2 separate regions of the Capra hircus genome follow, and region 1 is linked to region 2. Evidence: chromatin contacts called from public Hi-C data. All regions are on one chromosome and are shown on one strand. The core of a region is the stretch at or near the end of the contact, and the rest is flanking DNA. Distances in the headings are between cores, read along the strand shown. Region 1 holds the start of VPS45 (vacuolar protein sorting-associated protein 45). Region 2 holds the start of LOC102173518 (histone H2B type 2-F).

What was found. A called contact is a pair of places that touch in the nucleus more often than the background predicts.
Region 1: a Hi-C map of blood shows a contact between it and region 2, with 2.3 times the contacts expected there. The contact joins the promoter of VPS45 here to the promoter of LOC102173518 in region 2. A contact is called at or near these places in 2 of 5 Hi-C or Micro-C datasets (both in blood).

Annotation. Positions count from the first base shown.
Region 1 is chr3:99,606,564-99,610,314 of ARS1.2, forward strand. It overlaps VPS45 (vacuolar protein sorting-associated protein 45), which reads left to right and starts at 1,603. Exons shown (of 15, transcript XM_005677696.3): 1 at 1,603-1,825; 2 at 2,452-2,586. The coding sequence starts at 1,733.
Region 2 is chr3:99,382,797-99,386,079 of ARS1.2, forward strand. It overlaps LOC102173518 (histone H2B type 2-F), which reads right to left and starts at 1,900. Exons shown (of 2, transcript XM_005677710.3): 1 at 1,481-1,900. The coding sequence starts at 1,857. It overlaps LOC102173247, which reads right to left. Exons shown (of 6, transcript XM_018046516.1): 6 at 2,903-3,283. The coding sequence ends at 2,938.

The DNA of each region.
Region 1 (3,751 bases), core at 353-2,852, 220 kb after region 2:
ATGACAGGAGAGAATTTTCAACTATTGGTAACTTACAAGATCTGCAGTTACTTCTTCAGTTACAAGTTTGCTGTTTTCTATATTTTAAATTGTATTATACTTTAAATAAAATATTTATTGTATTTAAAAATTCAAATAAATTTTAAAAAACAGAATTTTTAGATATTAAGATTCTTCTCATTTGTATCCATTTAAAGATTCGTATTTTCACTTTAATATAACTTTTCTTGCAAAATGTACCTCAAAAATAGAAAAGAATGCCAAAAGGGAAGTTTTATTTATGCGGTAGAAAAACTGAAAAGGAAGGAAACTTTAGAGGTGACAAAAACCTATGGTATTTCAAGCGGTTTCTGATCTCCTGTAAAGGATTTGAAAATTGTACACAAAGCTTAATAAAATAAACTTAATAGCCAGATTCATGTTAGCGTGCTCCCGGTGTAGTTTTAACTCTACACTTTACACAATAGAATGAAAGAATGATTTGGTGATGTTGAATGTATTGATTAAACTGTGAGCCCAATAAACACTGGTTACTTTTTTGGTAGAAATATTTACAAGCAATTACAGTCACTGATTTCTTGCAGTTGTTTCTTGTTATGTTCCTGATTTTACAATTCCCCAACGCAAAGGTGCAGAAAACTATTTACCCTCCTTTTTGAAAAACGGCATGATGGAGAGAAGACGCGTAGGGTATAAATACAAAGGCAGACATTTGGAAGCTGATGGCTTTAAGATTCATTCTGTTGTTTAGTTTTTGTCATTTCTTAAATAAAATTTTTGAGTTTTTCCTTAAAATCCCAGCGCTTCTCTGCATTAGCCCAACCAAGTATATGATCCCTACCCATTTTTGACCCTGTTCACTGCTCCTGCCCGCAGTTTCAGCATCACAGGTCCCCGGTGTCCCGGGCGAGTTGAAGCCCACGTAATCTAAAAACCCAGGGCCCCCAAAACTGGGAGGTTTCTGTCTCAGTTGGACGCACAGCCTGCGAGATCCAGCGGCAGACCACAGCTCCAGGCTCTCCTAGGGGATCTGAGACCTCTCCCAGAATATCCTGTTCCTTTTGTTCGTTTGTTCAACAAACGTGTTTGTTGTTCCGATGCCCCTCAGTCTTCGGAAAACCATTTCGGGCCTCACTTTGCAGGGCAGTGTCCTCGCCTTGTTAATGACCCAAAGAAGCCGAGGAAGACGAATCTAGGGCACTGTTTAGCAGATATTACCAAACGCTGTCCCTCCAAGTGCCGTGAATCTGCGGGGAACATAAGGCCTCCTCCCTTCCCTTCATCCTTCACTACCACCCAAGAAAGCGTTAATGGCAAAAAGCTACCACGTCGAAGCTCTGCCGTGCGTGCATCCGAGCCAGCCGTATACCAAGTTCCTCCACACAGCGAGGCGCCACCTTCTCCCCAGGCCGGCAGGAGGGGTGGCAAGCCGCGGCCACGCCTCGAGGCTAAGGACGGGGAGGGGTCTGAGCATCGAGGCTGGAGGTGGATCAGAATCACGTCCGGGATTGGCGGGGTGTCTCTGCTGAATTCGTCCATCCAGTCGGGAGGCTGGGTTCCCCGGACCGCGTAGCGGAACTACAACTCCCGAGACCACTGCTGCCCGGACTTCCGGAAGCCAGAGCTGGCCGGGGAGGAAGTTGCTGAGACCCGGCCAAAAGAACGGGGGTTGATTTAGAAAGAAAAACAGAGGGTGGGAAGAGCTATAGGGCTAACCTGTCAGTTCGCCACCATGAACGTGGTTTTTGCTGTAAAGCAATACATTTCCAAAATGATAGAGGACAGCGGACCTGGCATGAAAGTACTTCTCATGGATAAAGAGACGGTGAGTTTGCTTTTGCTCAGTGTTTTGGGGGGGAACCCTCCTCCCTTGCAATAGCTGGTCCCATTCCAGTGTAGGGTTTAGCATTTAATTAAAGATTTGTAAGTTTAGTATGGAACTGAAAGGCTTTATAAAGCTTGCCTAGATGGTTTTCACTCTGAATGATTCTAACCACTGCCAGAGAGTCTTCTTGTACCCAAAACGATTGAAATCAGAAATCTTTTTCTAAATGCCTGTGCCAAGAAATGATGTATAAGACAGACCACTGGGAAGACTTTGGGATTGCCCTGTTGTTTCCACTCAGCGTTGTGTTTTTAAAGTAAAGCTATTAAAGCTCACACTGAGATGACAGGTTATTATTTATCAGTCACGAAATTTAAAAAAAAAAACTCTTTGGTGGTGTGAAAATTTTTGTCAATTTATGGTTTGTCCGTGTTCAGAGAGAGCATTTCATTTTGGTACATTACTTACTATTTTAGATGCTCAGTAAATGTTATTACATATGCTAGTATTTAAGTTATCCCAGTAAGTAGTATTAATGAAAAAAAAATTTTTTTAAGTCTTAGGTATTGCTGCTTGTTTTTATTATTCTGGACTCGCATAAAATTAGTTAATTTTTTTCTTTACAGACTGGCATAGTGAGTATGGTATACACACAATCAGAAATTCTCCAGAAGGAAGTGTACCTTTTTGAACGCATTGATTCTCAAAATCGAGAGATCATGAAACATCTGAAAGCGATTTGTTTTCTTCGCCCTACCAAGGTACTACATAAACAGCTGCCATCTGCTTAGGCAAATACAGCACACTATGATCCAGAAGTGTTATGAAGACAAAATAAATTTCTGTTATCATTGTTTGTGGCATCATAATTATACTGGCTTCTCAGTTATAACCATGACTTTCCCACTTTCCATATCTCAGTCACTTCTCACAGCTAGATTTCCTTCAAGATGTTTTGTAGGTTCTCAGCTACTTGCAATGCTGCTAACTGCCCTGAGACCCACATCTCCTTAACTGAATGAAACTCCACACCTATCACACTGAACACCATTACCATTTAATGTTACATACTTATGTCAGTGTTTTGAGTCTTTATCATTTTATTCATATCGATGTTCAGGAATCTTTAATGGCTTAATTTTACTTCCCTGACGTATTTAGTAGCCCTCAGAGCCCTCTAGCTGGCCTGGTCTGCCCTTAGGTATTCCTTCTCGGTGTCCTGTCTCTGCTCCTCCACTACAGCCAAATAGGCCTTTGTATGATCCTTCAACATGCTCTCTCCTGCCCTCTGTTTGTTCTTTTCTCCTAATTAAAGGTTCTTTAGCCTTCTGTCGGAGAAGGCAATGGCACCCCACTCCAGTACTCTTGCCTGGAAAATCCCATGGACGGAGAAGCCTGGTAGGCTTGCAGACCATGGGGTCGCTAAGAGTCAGAAACGACTGAGCGACTTCACTTTCACTTTTCACTTTCATGCATTGGGAAAGGAAATGGCAATCCACTCCAGTGTTCTTGCCTGGAGAATCCCAGGGACAGCGGAGCCTGGTGGGCTGCCGTCTATGGGGTCACACAGAGTCGGACATGACTGAAGCCACTTAGCAGCAGCAGCAGCAAGCAGCCTTCTGTCAGTTTTTGTCCATTATCTTCTAAATCTAACTTGAATCCTCCTTTAAAAATCCTTTACTATTTCTGTCTTATTTTGTATATTCTCTTGTTTTATATTTATGTTCTTAACTCCAGTGCTTGTATATTATGTACTTTCCAATGTGCATATCTGACCATGTCACCACGCTTGAAATCCTTGAATGATTTCTCATTGCTTTTATGATAAATACTGAACTCCTAAAGTGTGGCCTGCAAGGCCCTGTATGGTCTGCTGCTGCTAAGTCACTTCAGTCGTGTCCGACTCTGTGCGACCCCATAGACGAC
Region 2 (3,283 bases), core at 650-3,149:
CTCTGGGGAAAAGATGACTCACTGAGAATCTTTATTTCCACGTGAAAGAGAGAAATCAGATACAGCCCACAATTCAACTTTTAATTAGATGTAAATTGAACTCCTACATTATAAATTAATAAAATTCATTATAAGCACAGTCATGTAAATTCTCCCAAGTTTGATTAATATCAAAACTTGACTGTCAAGTGAATTGGAAACTAAGATTTTGTCCTTTTGCCTCAAGGGTGTATTTTATTTGGTAAAATATCCAGCCTTTGTCAGGATTAGTCTTGAGTTTTGCAAATTTTGAGAGAGCCTTAGAAATTCATCCCACGTTAACTGTGCCCTTTTATATATCATGTCCCCAAAATCTATTAAAAAAAGACACCCGAGAATACTAAAATCCACCTCCCCAGTCCCCACCCCCAACCTGACTTTATCAGGGAACTTCAGGACAGGCACCTGGATGTTGTTTAGCAGGCTGGTAAATGGTTGTTGTAACCAGGGAAGTTTGTTACAAAACTAAGACAAGGTCCTTGCCCTGGAGGAGATTATTTTCCTGTGAAGGAGTGTAGACAATCACAGTAAATTATGTACTGCTCAGTTTTCACCAAAAGCACAGGACAGGGGAAAATGTTTGACCTAAATGAGAACTAAATCCTAAAAGGGGCGGGGGGCAGGAAATCCCTGAAAGAAAGAAGTCTTTGGGCACTGGGTCTCTCAACCTTATCACAAGGATCAACGTTATGCACCAAACAGACAACTCTTAGTTGTGGGGGCTGTAAACTGTCCTATACATTGTAGGATGTATCCACTAAATGCCAGTAGCACCCCCTCCCAAGTGATGACAATCAAAAATGTCTCCAGATATTGCCAAATGTCCCATGGTTGGGGGCCTGGGGGAGGAAGGTAGTGCGAAAATTTATCTGGTTGAAGGTCACTGGGCTAAAAAGAAGTTAGGGGAGGATTGCTAAATTGGGATTTGCTGACAGGCCAACATACTAAAGCACCTGGCTATGTTGGTAAAAGCTTGTGACACATACCCAGAGGTGTACGATTAAAAAAAAACTAAGATATTAGTAAACAGCGGGGACTGGGGAACTCAAGGCTATCTGTACGTTGAGAGTAAATTCCAGCTCGTTTACTAGATAAAAGAACAAACGAATTTAGTAGGTTAGCTCCCCTTCCCCCTTGTAACTAAACTCCACTGAGGACTCAGACTAGGCAGGTAGGGACCATCTTGAACACCCTATTACCAGCAAGACATTTACCATTAGGTGGCACCACTGGATCATGGGACGTTTCGAATTTTAACTGCTAGGGCAACTTTTACCATTGTCCCGATATAGCCCCACATGTAAGTGCGATCCTAATTATGGACCCACCCAACGCATTTAATTAAGTGTTTACAGCCGCTTTTTCTGGTAACGTAAGTGGCTCTGAAAAGAGCCTTTGTGTATAACGTAGATGTTCAATCTCGTCCCTTGCGCGCCCTTACTTTGAACTGGTGTACTTGGTGACCGCCTTGGTGCCCTCGGACACGGCGTGCTTGGCCAGCTCACCGGGAAGCAGCAGGCGCACCGCCGTCTGGATCTCTCGAGAAGTAATGGTTGAGCGCTTGTTGTAATGCGCCAGACGCGACGCTTCGCCGGCAATGCGCTCGAAGATGTCATTGACGAAGGAATTCATGATGCCCATGGCCTTGGACGAGATGCCGGTGTCCGGGTGCACCTGTTTCAGCACCTTATACACGTAAACGGAATAGCTCTCCTTGCGGCTGCGCTTGCGCTTCTTGCCATCCTTCTTCTGCACTTTCGTGACAGCTTTCTTAGAACCTTTTTTAGGAGCAGGAGCAGATTTTGCTGGATCCGGCATTTTTGCAGGAAGACACACCACACGCCTGGACTAAACGATCCCGACTACTTCAAACCTGGCCACTTACACGCTATTTATAGAGCCTGTATGCAAATGAAGGCTAACAGAGTACTGCATTTTTATTGGTTAAGATACAATAGTGTCGTCATAGAGAGGCAGAGTCCATGTAAATGAGGTCCTGCTCGCGCTTTCTTAGTGGTTCTTACAACAAACATCTTGTTAACCAATCAAAATGTTCTGTTTCACATTAAATTAAGTAAATATAGTTTCACCTGTTTGGGGTCTTCTGTTAAATGATTTTCACTTTTTCTCATTGACTTGTATATAGTAGAGATCTGAAGCGCGTGCTAAAGACAAGCTAACTTTCTCTTATTTTTGCATCGTTTTACTCCTCTGTACTATTTTGGGTAAGTTTGGTTCTGGTTTTCGCAACAATACCTTAGCCGCCTACCCCCTCCCCCCGCCTTTTTTTGTTTTTTACAGTTTGCGCCTTCTGTCTCACGCAGTTAGGAAGATGGGATCCTACGTATCTCGGGATTCTTGTCCCCATTCTTAACAGTTGAAGTACCGAGAAACTACTTGGGGACCGAGGATTTTATCTAACATCTGGCCTAATTCTAGTAACTGTAGAATTGAGCTGAAACCGATTACAGTTATCACATGACGGCCTTCTTCAGTATTCAGATTTGTGCTAACGTTTTGTACTAGCAGCTTGGAAAGCGCTAAAAACGACCAGCAGAGGATTTAGCTTCTTGCAAAGTTTTCTCAGAAATGGCTAGGTTCTCCAAAAAAAAAAAAAAAATAGGCTAGGTTGGAGCTCTGCATTAAGAAATAAAACCAGCTTGTAAGCGCAGTTAAAAACGACCCAGACCTTGCTTCTGGGGCTCCCTCTAGTGTCTGTCAGCTTTAATTCCATAACCTCACCACTCAACGCGTGTTAAACTCTCCTACCCGCTTTGCCCGTAACACTCGTGCATTAAGAGTTCACCGACTAAAGTGAAAGCTGGTACAGCTGCTTTTTAAGAAAACGTGGGTGGCTCTGAAAAGAGCCTTTAGATCGTCTGTTTTTAAAAGTACGCCTTAAGCCCGCTCCCCGCGGATGCGGCGAGCCAGCTGGATGTCTTTGGGCATGATGGTCACGCGCTTGGCGTGGATGGCGCACAGGTTCGTGTCTTCAAACAGCCCCACCAGGTAGGCCTCGCTCGCCTCCTGCAGCGCCATCACGGCCGAGCTCTGGAAGCGCAGGTCCGTCTTGAAGTCCTGCGCGATCTCGCGCACCAGCCGCTGGAACGGCAGCTTGCGGATCAGCAGCTCGGTCGACTTCTGGTAGCGCCGGATCTCCCGCAGGGCCACGGTGCCCGGCCGGTAACGATGCGGCTTCTTGACACCGCCCGTGGCCGGCGCGCTCTTGCGAGCCGCCTTGGTG